Regions from separate parts of the Mus musculus genome. Here all the other regions are linked to region 3. A link is a contact called in public Hi-C and HiChIP or PLAC-seq data. All regions are on one chromosome and are shown on one strand. The core of a region is the stretch at or near the end of the contact, and the rest is flanking DNA. Distances in the headings are between cores, read along the strand shown. Region 1 has its middle 71 kb from the start of Gm14009. Region 2 has its middle 42 kb from the start of Gm14009. Region 3 holds the start of Morrbid (myeloid RNA regulator of BCL2L11 induced cell death). Region 4 overlaps Gm14009 (a long non-coding RNA gene).

Region 1 (2,915 bases), core at 151-2,650, 190 kb after region 3:
CAAGTGTTGCTTCTCTGTCAGCAGAGCCCATCCTTAGACTTATTGCAAACCCTTCCTGCCTAGGCCTTATCCGAGCATTGTTTCACAGTCAACAGAGCCCACTCTTGAGGAAGAGTTCATAGGTGACAGAGTTTTCAGTGTAGCCATGCCTTAAGCTTTATTGTGATAATTGTCAGGAGGAAACTTTCTTCCAAAGTTTTACTGTGTTTAAATCTGTAAAAAACAAAAAAAAACAAAACAAAACAGCGCAGGGTCAGACTCGGGAAGTTTGAACCAGCCTGGCTAAGGAAGCTGTGCTGAAGAGAGTTTCATTCTTGCCTCTCCAAGGATATTTCACTGCTGGCTGTGACTCTTGAAGGGACCTCCACAATACAGGGAGTTGGACAAAGTGGCCTCCACCCTGGTCTGTGGCAGCAGTTACATAGACCAGGAAGACCACAGAGAAGACTCTGTCTATCCGGGACCCTATTTGTGATGACCAGCCAGGGCTGTCTGGACCTCTTGGCCGGGCTTCCTAAGCAGTCTCCTAGTTCCTTCATTTGTTGCCCCACCCTCACATCAGGGAACCTGGGGCTCCCTTTTAGCCTCCCTACATCTCCCTAAAGTCCAGCCAGCACCACTGGTTCTTGTAGGGAGCACCCAGCACTCCAGGTCGCAGAGCAGCTAGACCCCATGAGGACAGCAGCTTTGCTCTTTGTCAGCCTGCTGGAGGCCCAGAGATTCCAGTCTCACCAGGTTCCTTTGTCTAGTCTGTTTGTCCCAGAGGTACACAGCAGGCACTCGGATGATGTCATTTAGGACAAACCCTTTGCAGGCAACAACAGCGTTTAAAGCCTGAGAAGAAACACCCCCTCCCCTCTGTCCTCCCCTCCCCCTCTGTTCTTCCCTCCCAACTCTTCCTTTCTGCTTTATCTGCACCAAAATTCACTCTCAAGGAAGACGTTCTGTCCTAAGAAGAAACAGTTGGATAGCAGTGTGAACAAGAAATAAAAATTAAATGTTAACAATCCCTGTTAGCATCCTGTGGCTGGCTCAGTGTCCATTGTCAGTGATCCGCTGGGTTTTTTATGTAATTTCTTCTCTATAACCTGTCTTTTCGCAATAACAGCTTCCTCTGCCCTGGGACTTCCATGTCCACCCTATTGGCTGCACAGAAGGCTTTGCCCTGAGCAAGTTCTTCCTGCTCATACCATCTTGTGGGGAGGCTTCCTGTGTCTAATTAGACAATTCCAAGGTTTGGGAACTTCGTCTGCACCAGGGCCTTTAATTTCATGTAAATTCGGTAGATACAAGTATGAGATACGAGCACTTTCAGTCCTGAAAGAATGTGAGCACCATACAGTGGTTTCCATTTCCTCTCATCTGATTCATTTCAGGGGATTCTCTGGGTGACCCAGGAACTCAGTCATCTCAAACTTCCTGCCCTGCCCTTCCCTGGGGAAGGAGGGGGAAAGGAGCCAAGCCTAGAAAGTCTACAGCCTGCTGGGAAGCTTGCCCTCTGACCCTAGAAAAGCCAGAAAGACCGGTTTCCAGGGTGCAGCGGAGGCTGGTAACTTTACCCTGAGGCTGCTTTTCCTCCTGGGAACTTCCTGCTGCATACTACCCTCTGGCCTCTCTGAGACCCCCATGCTCAGCACCCGCCCTCCCTTCAGGTACCTTTCTCCCTGTTTGTGTGCTATCCAGGGAGAGCAGCTTCTGTTGTCGGTGGTCCAGTCGCAGCATCCACCTAGTTGGGCTGTGCTCAGCGTGTACTTCAGGCTGTCTTGCCAAGAGCCAGTTGTCCTTCTTCGTGTCTTCAGGCTCAATTTATTACTTCAGAGAAAGAGACTTATACCTGGAAGCCATACCACCCGCTTGGGCAAATTCAACCAACTTTGTTTTTCTTTTTTTAAATAAAGAAAAATGTATTGAGGCTGTCCCACGTGTACTGTGCACCAGTCTGATTTGCCTTGAGAAGTGGAGGTCAGGTGGAGAGAACAAATGATAAAGCGCTGATAAAGTGCTGGCATTTACCACAGTGGAAGTTGTTTTGCACTAGGAGAGCTCATCTGAGTGGAAGTCTTCACCTTTTCAAATACCTGAGTAGAAATTGTAGGCAGGGAGTGGCACTCAAAGTCAATATCTCCCTCCTTTAGGATATTCAAAAGTTTGGATGACAAAAAAACAAAAACAAAATTCCAACAAAACAAAACAAAACCAACCAAACAACCACAACAACAACAAAAACAAAACAAACTTGGGTGTGACTTCAGCACTTAGCTATTAGGAAAGAGGCCTCCAATGTGCAGGACTTGGTGATGTGTTAGAATGGCCGGTGGTGCCACAACAGCACCAAAGCAGTTCCAGGTGGAAGAGGTTGTATTGGAAGGGAGAGACAAAGAAGAGGCAAAGAGAGAAAAGGGGGAGAAAGGAGAAAAAAGAGAGAGAGTGAGGAAGGGGCATTCTCCTTATTTATATGGAAAATGATGTAACACAAGTAAGGGTGGGAGGTGAGCCAAGTGAATGCTGGGAATATGGTGGTCATTGTCTTGGCAACCGGTCTGTAGGTCACAGGTCGTGCTGTTGCCTCATAGGTTTGGAATGTCCTGATGCCAACACTTGGTCTGGGATCAGAAGTTGGACCAGAAGAATTATGGCTTGAACATGGTGTAGACAGCTAGAAGCTCCTGTTGAGGGGATGGTCTCCTGCTGGTGGAGTCTATCATTGAAAGTCACTGGATCACAAACTCCTGATATAATCCATGACGTAACCCACTGACGGATCCATAACTCCAAGATATTGTTATTTGGAGGTGGTGCAAATGGTCTGGGGTGGGGCTCAGGAAGTATGTCAGAGTAGGCGTGGTCTGGAAAGATAACCCTTGCCCCTGATCCTTCACTGTCTCTCTCTTTGTTTCCTAGCCACCATGAAGCTA
Region 2 (2,700 bases), core at 148-2,647, 220 kb after region 3:
CCAACCCTCTTTCCGGGTGGGGTAGGGGGAGAGAGAGATGTGGTGGCTGGAGGAACCTTATTATATCTGCAGCAGGGTCAGGTGCTGACATAAGCAGTTGCTAGGTCTCCGAGAGTAGGCCAAGTGGAATTGCCTGTATATTAACAGGGCTAGCGTTAGGGGTCCTGGGTTTGAAGCCTAACATGGAGATCCCCACTTCTCTGAAGTGACAGACTGAAGGTGACCACATCTTACATGGACAGCTGTGGGGGTGCTGAGGTGTCTTGAGAAAAGTGAGACACTGGGCCCCGAATAATACTGTGTTTAGGGAGGGCCTGGGATAGGGAGACGCCAGACTCTTTAAGACCTGCTGTCCTGAGAGGCGCCCAAGCTTAAGCCTGACTGCTATGGAACTCAAACATAGAGTTTAGCAGAATGCTGGGTTGGTACCTGATGTCAAGACATCCGCCATACCCACAGGGTGTTCTATCCCCGGCTAGTCATACAGGAGGAAGCTCAGGCACCGAGATAGGAGGCTGCCTTGAGGCTTCACCCTTCCAGGTGCTGCATTAGCATTTTAATAGGGGCTTTCTGAGCTGCATCCCCAGGGGTCACAGTGCCCCAGGCTGCAGCAAAGCAGGTGCTTCCAGCCGGGAGATCCCCAGCTAGTATCCCTGCAGAGAGGCTTCCTGCTGCCTCTGGGTAGAAGCGGGTGTGGGAAGGAGGAGGGCGGCCTCCTAGGAATGGGAGGGAGATAGACGGGCGCTGGGGAAACGGAAACAGGTTAATTCGTTCTCCTTCCTGGATGAATAACCATATCTGCCCAGAAACGGAGTAGGTTCCTGGGGTGTACTGTGTTAATTGCCAGCCAGGCAGGGATGAGGAGGGACAGGACAAGGGATGGGGATACTAGGTGATGGAGAGTGGTTTCGAGCCTCACCTTCCTTTGTGAGAAGAATGTGATGGGACAGTTATGGCCTCAGGGACAGAATGGTGCCGAGCAGGCTTTTCTCCCTGTTCAAACCCCAAAGCCACACCTGAAACCCAGCATTGTGCTACCTCACATGCCTTGGGGCCCTTGGGATTCTCTTCCTGGCCTCCTTGCTTATCTCTAAGCAGACCAGTTCCTGGACTGTGAGGAGCGCTCATTATCTCCCCGTTGCCAAGGGCACTCTCCCTCCTTCGCCTGCTTCTAGACATTCTGCCTCCCAACACTTCCCGTGGTTAGTGCTTGCTTCCTGGCCGTGGAATCCCAGTCTTACCGCCGTATGCCCACGGCCCCTGTTTACGCTAGTGCAGCTCAGGCTATAGAAATGGCGCTGGAGAGAATCCCTTTCCAAGCCCCCGCCCCCACCCTCCCCAGTGCACTCCTCCTTAGCCCCAGCACCTTCCCAGCTCCAGAGGGCACTTCCTCTTCGTTTTTCCTCTGTCCTCAGATGACCTCACCCTTCCCAGCGAAAGGTGCTCTCTGCAGCCTCCAGCGCTGTACAGGCCTCCACATAATCTGCATAACTGGCCTCCTCTGATTTCCTGCAAAATCTAGATTCTAGGTCACTTCTGTTTCCTAAGCCTCCCCAGTGTGCAGTCAGTCCCTCTCAGAAAAGGTGTGATTCTCAGAAAAGTTTCCTAAAGCCATGTTTGGAAGTGACTGTGTTTTAAAAACAAAAGCAACCCGGGACACTAAAAATTACTTTTCTGAAGCCAAATCCTGCAGGCTAGCAAATCCCAACTTCTCTGCCCTGCCTGTTTTCAAGATGCACAATAACACGATCCTAGCAAATTTCTGTTCAGGAGTCTTTCTTTTCTCTGACGAGGCCTTAGTATTTATCTAGTAGAAATATTTCATTTGGGGATTCTCTACCCTGTAACTTTTTTAAAAAATCAGTTATTTGGCATGTGGTTCCCATTTCTAGAGCGGACTTCTCTTCCATTGTCATATATAAAGGTTCTGACAATTCACGAGGCTTTTCCAACTTTAACCTCTGCTTTGCAGAAAAGATAGCTTTGTCCAGCGAGGGCCATCTAACACCCGTCTGTATCCGCTCTGTGTTTCCCTGAGAGGTTTGGCAGGCAGCCAACTCAACGTTTTTTTTTTCCTGCAGTGTTAATTTTCACATATTTATGACAATTTCCCCAATGACAAAAATCCCAAAGTGGGAGCAGTTGTCCAATTTAGAGCCCTGTCTTTCAAATTACAATTGACAGAAAATGCAGTTGAGGAAAACCCAGCCACTAGTGCACACGTGCAAGCGCACGCACATGGGCACACACACACACACATAATTTCATGAGCTCAGGAAGTCCATCACTCTCTAAATAAAGAAACACTCAAAAGATTGACATGGGCTGAAAGATCAATAGCTGGGTGACTAGTGAGAATATGCCTAAGACAGTGAAATGAAACTGATTGTAAGGTAGAAAACCACGCAGGGGGAATCTGAAGGCTTGTGGGAACCAGCGGGCAAACATGATGATCATTGTTAAAGTAATTAACCCAAACAACTTTTGGGTAAATTCCAGGGAGTCCTCACCAGGGAAACTGATCCTTCAACAAGTTGGTTTCCAGTAAATTCTTTTCAAGCTGAGTGGCTTCAGGGGAATGAATGATGATTCATTAGTTGGCAGACTCACCCATTTCTTTAACTTTTCCTTGTTTCCTGGGTCTTTCCCTATGGAGCAACAGGTACTAGGGTTGCTAAGTCCACACCTTCCTCCTATAGT
Region 3 (2,945 bases), core at 36-2,535:
TCTCGGAAGTCTGGGCAGACTGTGCTAGATAGCCTGCTCAAACAACACGATGTCCTGGAGGAGCTGGACTGGTGTTTGGAGGCTTTAGAGGACAATGTACTTGCAAGCTGTTGCCAAGGCCAAATCCTCCGTCTCCTTAGGACTGAACATTCTCAACCTTCCTAGCCCTGCTACTCCTTTAATAAGCTCCTCATGTTGTGGGGAGCCCCAACTGGAGATTATTTCCATTGCTACTTCATAACTGGAGTTTTGCTACTGTTATGAATTATAATATAAATATCTGTGATTTCCAATGGTCTTGGTTGTCCCCTGGGAAAGGGTCATTTGACCCTCAGAGGGGTCTTGACCTATGAATGGATGAGTTTCTTCCCTTGCCCCTGTACCCCCAAATTCTCTCTCCTCCCTGCCTATACTGTTAGCTTTTCCCTAACCTGTTTAAGAGACTCTCTGGCACACATATCTGCTCTTACGTATGCTGTGTTAAGATTCTCTGATATACTGAAATGTACGTTTCAAAAGTGAAACCTCTGCTTTTTTTTTTTTTTTTTTTTTTTTTTTTTGGACAGTGCTGACTTTTGGGGGCAGGGAGGGGTGGGCAAAGATATCAACAATCACAGCAACCCTACCTGGCCTCACCAGAGGCTGCTCAGTGGTACATGGGTTCCGCTTTCTCTGGAGTACTTCTCATAGTTCAAAAAAGCTTGAAGCTGCGGAAGACAGCCCCGCCCTCTGCATCATTCAAAAGAAAACTCAGACATAGAGGCGGGCTCTTGGTTCTTGCATGGAAACGTTCAGGATTCTTTCAAAGTTAGAGAACCATAACTTTGTTTTTTACTCCTTGGTTCTTTTATTCATGTGATTTAGCCTAGCAAGACTAAGTCACACATGCTAACAGCCAGCTCAGAATAGATATAATGATTTTAGATCAAAACTCTGTGCAGAAAAAAAAAAATCATGGACTGAAATAGGGGATATCAGGGCCAAGCAAACTCAGATGCCTTAAGGAAATAGCAAAAATGGGTTCTTCCCTCTTCTGTGGACGGCCAGCGTGTTACAGCACCCGTGTGCATGTGAGATCTCTGCCTTTTATTTTCAGTTACCCCCAAGTCTCCTAACCAAAGCGTCTCCTCCCTGATGAGGGTGATCACTGGCTACAAGCCTGGGGCTTCCACACCCAAGGTCTGGGAAGCTGCTCTTTCCGGAAGGGTGGTAGAGACCCTGGGAACCAGACCAGGCGGGCTCACAAAGTATGAAGAGAATGTCGGGAGAGGAAGTGGTGGCTCTGAGTCAGCACGAGTCATCTGGTTCCAGTGACAATGAAGACTGAGGTGTCTGCTTTGCAGTTTTTTTTTTTCTTTTCTTGTCTTTTTTTTTTTTTTTCCTAATCATGTGGACATCTCTGAGAATGAGGGGACTGGGTGACTTTGCAGTGTCTGCTTTCTAAGTTTCAAAGTGACTTTCCAGGCAAGCTGCGCATATCTTGGGATCTTCACAGCACAGTGGCTGGGAAGGCAGGCGGACCCGTCTATCAGCTTCTCCCTGGTGAGTACTCTCAGTCAAAGATGTTTTCCGTGCACCTCTGAGCTGTGACAGCTGCTGTGTTCTGGGGTAGACACTGCTTCTCCCAGACTTTGAAGGTTTTGTGAGGTCAGAAAAGTGGCTCCCTCTGCCTCCAGCCCACCTGTTGTGTCTGTTGCGGGACTCTTGGAGGAAGTTTCTGAGCTGTGCCTTGTGGATGGTGGCTGTGTGTTATGCTGTCTCAGAGGAGAGCGTGAGGCTTGCCTGGGAAGGAAGCCACCACGGATTCCTAGCTAGAAGCTAAAGTGAAGGTCAGAGACGGAGGTGGGTGAGTTTGTGTTAACTGGGCACTGAGGTTGAACTAGTTTCCGCTCCTAAGAAGCAGAAGGAAGAGCCAACCCCGGGGGCAGCTTCTGGTCTCTGACTCAGGCAGCCAGGCCTGAGCTGTCCAGCTTCAGGGCAAGAAGTATGGCAGCGAGGCAGAATTTTGTCTTTTCTCTGAACACGCTACATCCCGTGCTTCCCTTTAACGCTCCAGGTGGAAAATGTGTTCAAAAGCAGAAAGAAAAGCCACAGGCTAGGGACCAGGAAGGGCATGGTGGAAGATGGGGGAAGGGAGTGGGCTGAGTTACTGCTATTCTTACAAACATCTTTACTGTCAAATAAACAGTTACAGTAACTGCTGTGCCACTTTTAAAGCAAATCTAAAAAGCGGTCATTTGCTTAAAAAGCTGCATAGCAGGCTGCAGGGAAGACAGGAGCCTGTTCTGAGCAACTCACTGGGGCGTGTGGGGCTTCCCGGGTTAAGAATGAGTCAGCAACCTAACTGAATGAGCCCTGAGAGCAGCTCCATTCACTCTGAGCGTAACAGGAGTTTGCCGGCTCGGGTCTTTGCATGATATCAGCATTGCCTGGCCCTCTGTGAAGAGGATAGTCACACACGTTCAGCTTTCTCCTGGAATGTACCTGAGAGGTCTCTTGGCTGTCTCCTTGTCAGGAATACTGTGTTCGGCTTCTTCAGCATGCCTGGGCTGATGACAATCATTTTGGGTCCTGCCCCTGACCGAGCACAGAGTTTGTTAAACGAACTCTGGGGTGCAGGAAGGACCAGGGTAGTCTAGAGCCGCAGTCGCACCCCACCCTTTGAAATAGTTCACACCCTTATGATTGGGAGAATCGGGTGAGACATGAATTTTGAAGCTGGCTTCCACAAGAGGCAGGCACTAACTTGGCTTAAATAAATCAGAGTGCAAGCTTCAGAGAAAGAAAGCCTCCAAATACCTTTGAGAAGAATTCCTATCCTAGAGCAGTTCTATACACGGAACCCAAGGAGTCGCCAAAGGCTTCACAGGTCAACACAGGGTTTGAATCTTTTCCTGGCTAGTTCTGTGGCTCTGCCTGAAGATTGTTTATCTGTGTTTAGATAA
Region 4 (2,700 bases), core at 15-2,514, 250 kb after region 3:
ACAGAGATTCCTAAAGGTCCATTGTCACTTGTGGCCGGAGGTGGGAGCTAGCATAGGTCCGTGCATACATATATGAGAAATATAGGTCAGACGGATGTCATATGTGATAAGGTCAGGAAAATGGCTAGTACATCATTGCCAGACTGGGTATCTGTGAGGACCACACAACAGATTGAGGAGTGCTGTCTCCTGGTCTCAGCCCAACCCAAGGCCCCAAATGAACCCAGAAGAGGCTGGACCCAGCCATCAGAGGTGGGGACTGTCCCAGCCTCCCTAATAGCTGAATTCAGTCATTAGAACTGCCCCACAGACAGCAGCAGCAGGTGGGTAGAAGTTATCTGGAGGCTATTCAATCAATCAATACTCAACGAAGGTCTGTGCCTTTTCTGTCTCAGATGCTGGATCAGGACAGCTTCAGTCTGTCCTGGCCCTCTTCCTGAGTGTCTCTCCCATTACAATGACAAAAGGAGCTCGAACATTCAGGACACTTGTTGGGCCAGGCTTGCTCCCATCCTGGCTACTTTTCAACAGAAAACTGTGTTGGGCTTCAGGAGAAGAGCTTGCAGTCACAGAACACACATTAAGGAAAGCTCTCAGCGCTTAGGAACACGGACAAAGAACTCTTCACTCTTTGAATGTGGAGTTTCATTTGATGTTTTCAGAAAGAAAACATTTAGCTTACTTTATATAAACCTACAGTTCTTCAAAGTCAGACAAAACAACATAAATTACACAAAACAAGACTGTGCTTAGGACTGTTGTCATTTCCTCCCTTGGCTCTATAACGTTGACTTGTGGACTTTGAAAGTAGTATTTTGTGGACAGAGAGAGAAACAGGCGCAGTCCAATAGGAAGCGCGGCATTGTCCCTGGCTGCTGCATTACTTTGTCACGGAGGTGGTGTTTACACACATTGACATCATGACTCAGGGGGACAAAGTCCTTTAGGTTTCACACCTGCCTCTCAGGAATTTTTGCTTTTGGGAAAGGGGGTTTGTCAGTATGGCTGTGCTCAGCTGATAACAAGATCTCCCCAGCTTCAGGCCCCCACTTTCTTTCCCTGGTCCATAAATAATCAGCACCATTGAGCTCCTGTGGGATTTTAGTCACAGGAGCAACAAGTGTACTCCCTCACATCTCGTCTGTCTGTCTGTCTGTCTGTCTGCATGTCTGAACTTAAAAGCCCCGACAGGAACTAGGAAGGTCAGTCCCATGTTTTGAAATCAAGTGGAGGGAATAAAGTCGTGACCCATGAGGTCACCAGCTGCCTCTTTTTGATGCTCCGAGAAGAGCTTCCAGAGGCCTCTGTCCAGACATCATCAGATAAGAGACATAGTGTGCCTGTCCCAAGGCTGCCTTGGCCTTCTGGTGTACAAGAATTTGAAGCCAAATTTCCTGTGAAAGAGAGTTCAAAGAAACATGGGTCTCAGTGCTTCTCTATCCCATTGCCCAGGGCTGTGCTGAGAAAGGCCCCGCAGCAGACAGTCCCACCAAGAATAGTACTAGAGGCCTGGAGGGAACTGGGAAGGACGCTCTCTTTCCCTTCCAATGTTGTGTTTGCTCATCGTGTCTGTGATGGAGCAGCCATGGTCTTTCCCTGAACGAAGAATTCTGCTGTCCTCAAAAGTACTGGAGATACAAAGAGTGGGGCTCACACAGCCCCAGTCTCCCAGAGCACTAGAACCCTGGGCCTGATCCTCCTTGACAGTCCCCAGTCACTGCAAGCTCACCGTGTGCAGAAGGCCTGCAGGCCAGAGGATGCAGTTTGAAGGTAGCACTGAGTGGTGGTCAGGGAAGGCTGGAAAATGAATCCTCCTCTGGCTGTCTGGGAGGAGGTTCCCTGAGAGAGCAAGGGCACCCGTAGGAGTGAACTGGGCATTCTGAGAAGCAGTCTGTGGCGTGTTCCAGGAAAGAGCCCTGCTTACTGGGATTTATTTTGCCCAAGTGTCATTTTCGGATGACACATGGACACTGCTGCTTTACAGTGGCCACCAGGTTCTGATAGCGACCTGTCTGAAAGGAGAGGTTGTGTGTGAACGATTACCAACCCGTCTTTCTGGGGAGTCCCCACATCAAATCCTGCCTCTGTGGAATTCTGAGGAGAGACTCTCACAGGGACTTCAGAGGACACACAGTGGTGGCAGGGCCCAGAGGCTGTTCATTTGAATGGGCCCAGTGTTCTCCTTAAAAACAAAATGGTTACATTTCGTTGTGTGTACACACGTGCAAGCATTCCATAGCAGGCACAGATGTGGCAGTCGGAGAACCACTTGTGAGAGTCGGTTTTCTCCTTTCCCCATTGATCTCAGGTCCTTGGGATAGGCACAGCACCTTTATGTCCTGGGGATCCTACTGGCCATGCACTTTTTTTTTTTTTTTTTTTTTACAAAAAGGTGAAGGTCAAGAGGCCAAGAGGGGATCCGGCTTACATGAGGAAGATTTACCTCAGAGTCCTAACCAGGCATGGAAATGCCTCCCAGTCCCCTAGCAGATGGTGCTACAAGTACCTACAACTCAACTGGTCCCCTCAGGTCCTACCAAGTCAGAGGGCTGAGCCTCAGCCCAGAGGACAACTTCAAATATAACTAGCAAGGTACATGTACCTACAAGTCAACAGGAGATCAGCCTGGGGCAATCTAAATGGCCTGAGGGGCACCTGGGCTGAGCCCAGCCCCACATGGGTGGGTAGGAGAAAGTCTGG

What was found. Hi-C and Micro-C count contacts between places; a contact is called where the count stands out from the background. HiChIP or PLAC-seq counts read pairs in DNA pulled down with a chosen protein or histone mark.
Region 1: a Hi-C map of embryonic fibroblasts shows a contact between it and region 3, with 3 times the contacts expected there. The contact joins the enhancer-like site here to the promoter of Morrbid in region 3. A contact is called at or near these places in 2 of 484 Hi-C or Micro-C datasets (embryonic fibroblasts and embryonic stem cells) and 3 of 115 datasets of contacts at active chromatin or transcription factors (CD8 T cells, epiblast stem cells and pancreatic cancer cells).
Region 2: an H3K27ac HiChIP or PLAC-seq map of embryonic stem cells shows a contact between it and region 3, with 2.0 times the contacts expected there. The contact joins the enhancer-like site here to the promoter of Morrbid in region 3. A contact is called at or near these places in 2 of 484 Hi-C or Micro-C datasets (centroblasts and embryonic stem cells) and 7 of 115 datasets of contacts at active chromatin or transcription factors (the 230-238 cell line, CD8 T cells, bone marrow-derived macrophages and 4 more).
Region 4: a contact with region 3 is called in an H3K27ac HiChIP or PLAC-seq map of trophoblast stem cells, with 12 read pairs. The contact joins the enhancer-like site here to the promoter of Morrbid in region 3. A contact is called at or near these places in 1 of 484 Hi-C or Micro-C datasets (bone marrow-derived macrophages), 5 of 115 datasets of contacts at active chromatin or transcription factors (acute myeloid leukemia, bone marrow-derived macrophages, microglia and 2 more) and 1 of 9 other capture datasets (embryonic stem cells).

What each region holds. Positions count from the first base shown.
Region 1 is chr2:128,239,301-128,242,215 of GRCm38.p6, reverse strand. No RefSeq gene overlaps it. Among named protein-coding and RNA genes, the nearest start is that of Gm14009, 71 kb to the right of the region's middle. Within about 2 kb of position 1,400, at least 112 of the 459 cell types and tissues checked have an H3K27ac peak or open chromatin away from gene starts, as enhancers often do. A contact at or near this core is called in CD8 T cells, embryonic fibroblasts, embryonic stem cells and 2 more, where this site is marked.
Region 2 is chr2:128,209,933-128,212,632 of GRCm38.p6, reverse strand. No RefSeq gene overlaps it. Among named protein-coding and RNA genes, the nearest start is that of Gm14009, 42 kb to the right of the region's middle. Within about 2 kb of position 1,397, at least 74 of the 459 cell types and tissues checked have an H3K27ac peak or open chromatin away from gene starts, as enhancers often do. A contact at or near this core is called in embryonic stem cells, pancreatic cancer cells and trophoblast stem cells, where this site is marked.
Region 3 is chr2:128,427,691-128,430,635 of GRCm38.p6, reverse strand. Morrbid (myeloid RNA regulator of BCL2L11 induced cell death) reads left to right here and starts at 1,285. Exons shown (of 3, transcript NR_028589.1): 1 at 1,285-1,542.
Region 4 is chr2:128,172,950-128,175,649 of GRCm38.p6, reverse strand. All of the region lies in intron 1 of Gm14009 (a long non-coding RNA gene), which reads right to left. Among named protein-coding and RNA genes, the nearest start is that of Gm14009, 4.6 kb to the right of the region's middle. Within about 2 kb of position 1,264, at least 22 of the 459 cell types and tissues checked have an H3K27ac peak or open chromatin away from gene starts, as enhancers often do. A contact at or near this core is called in trophoblast stem cells, where this site is marked.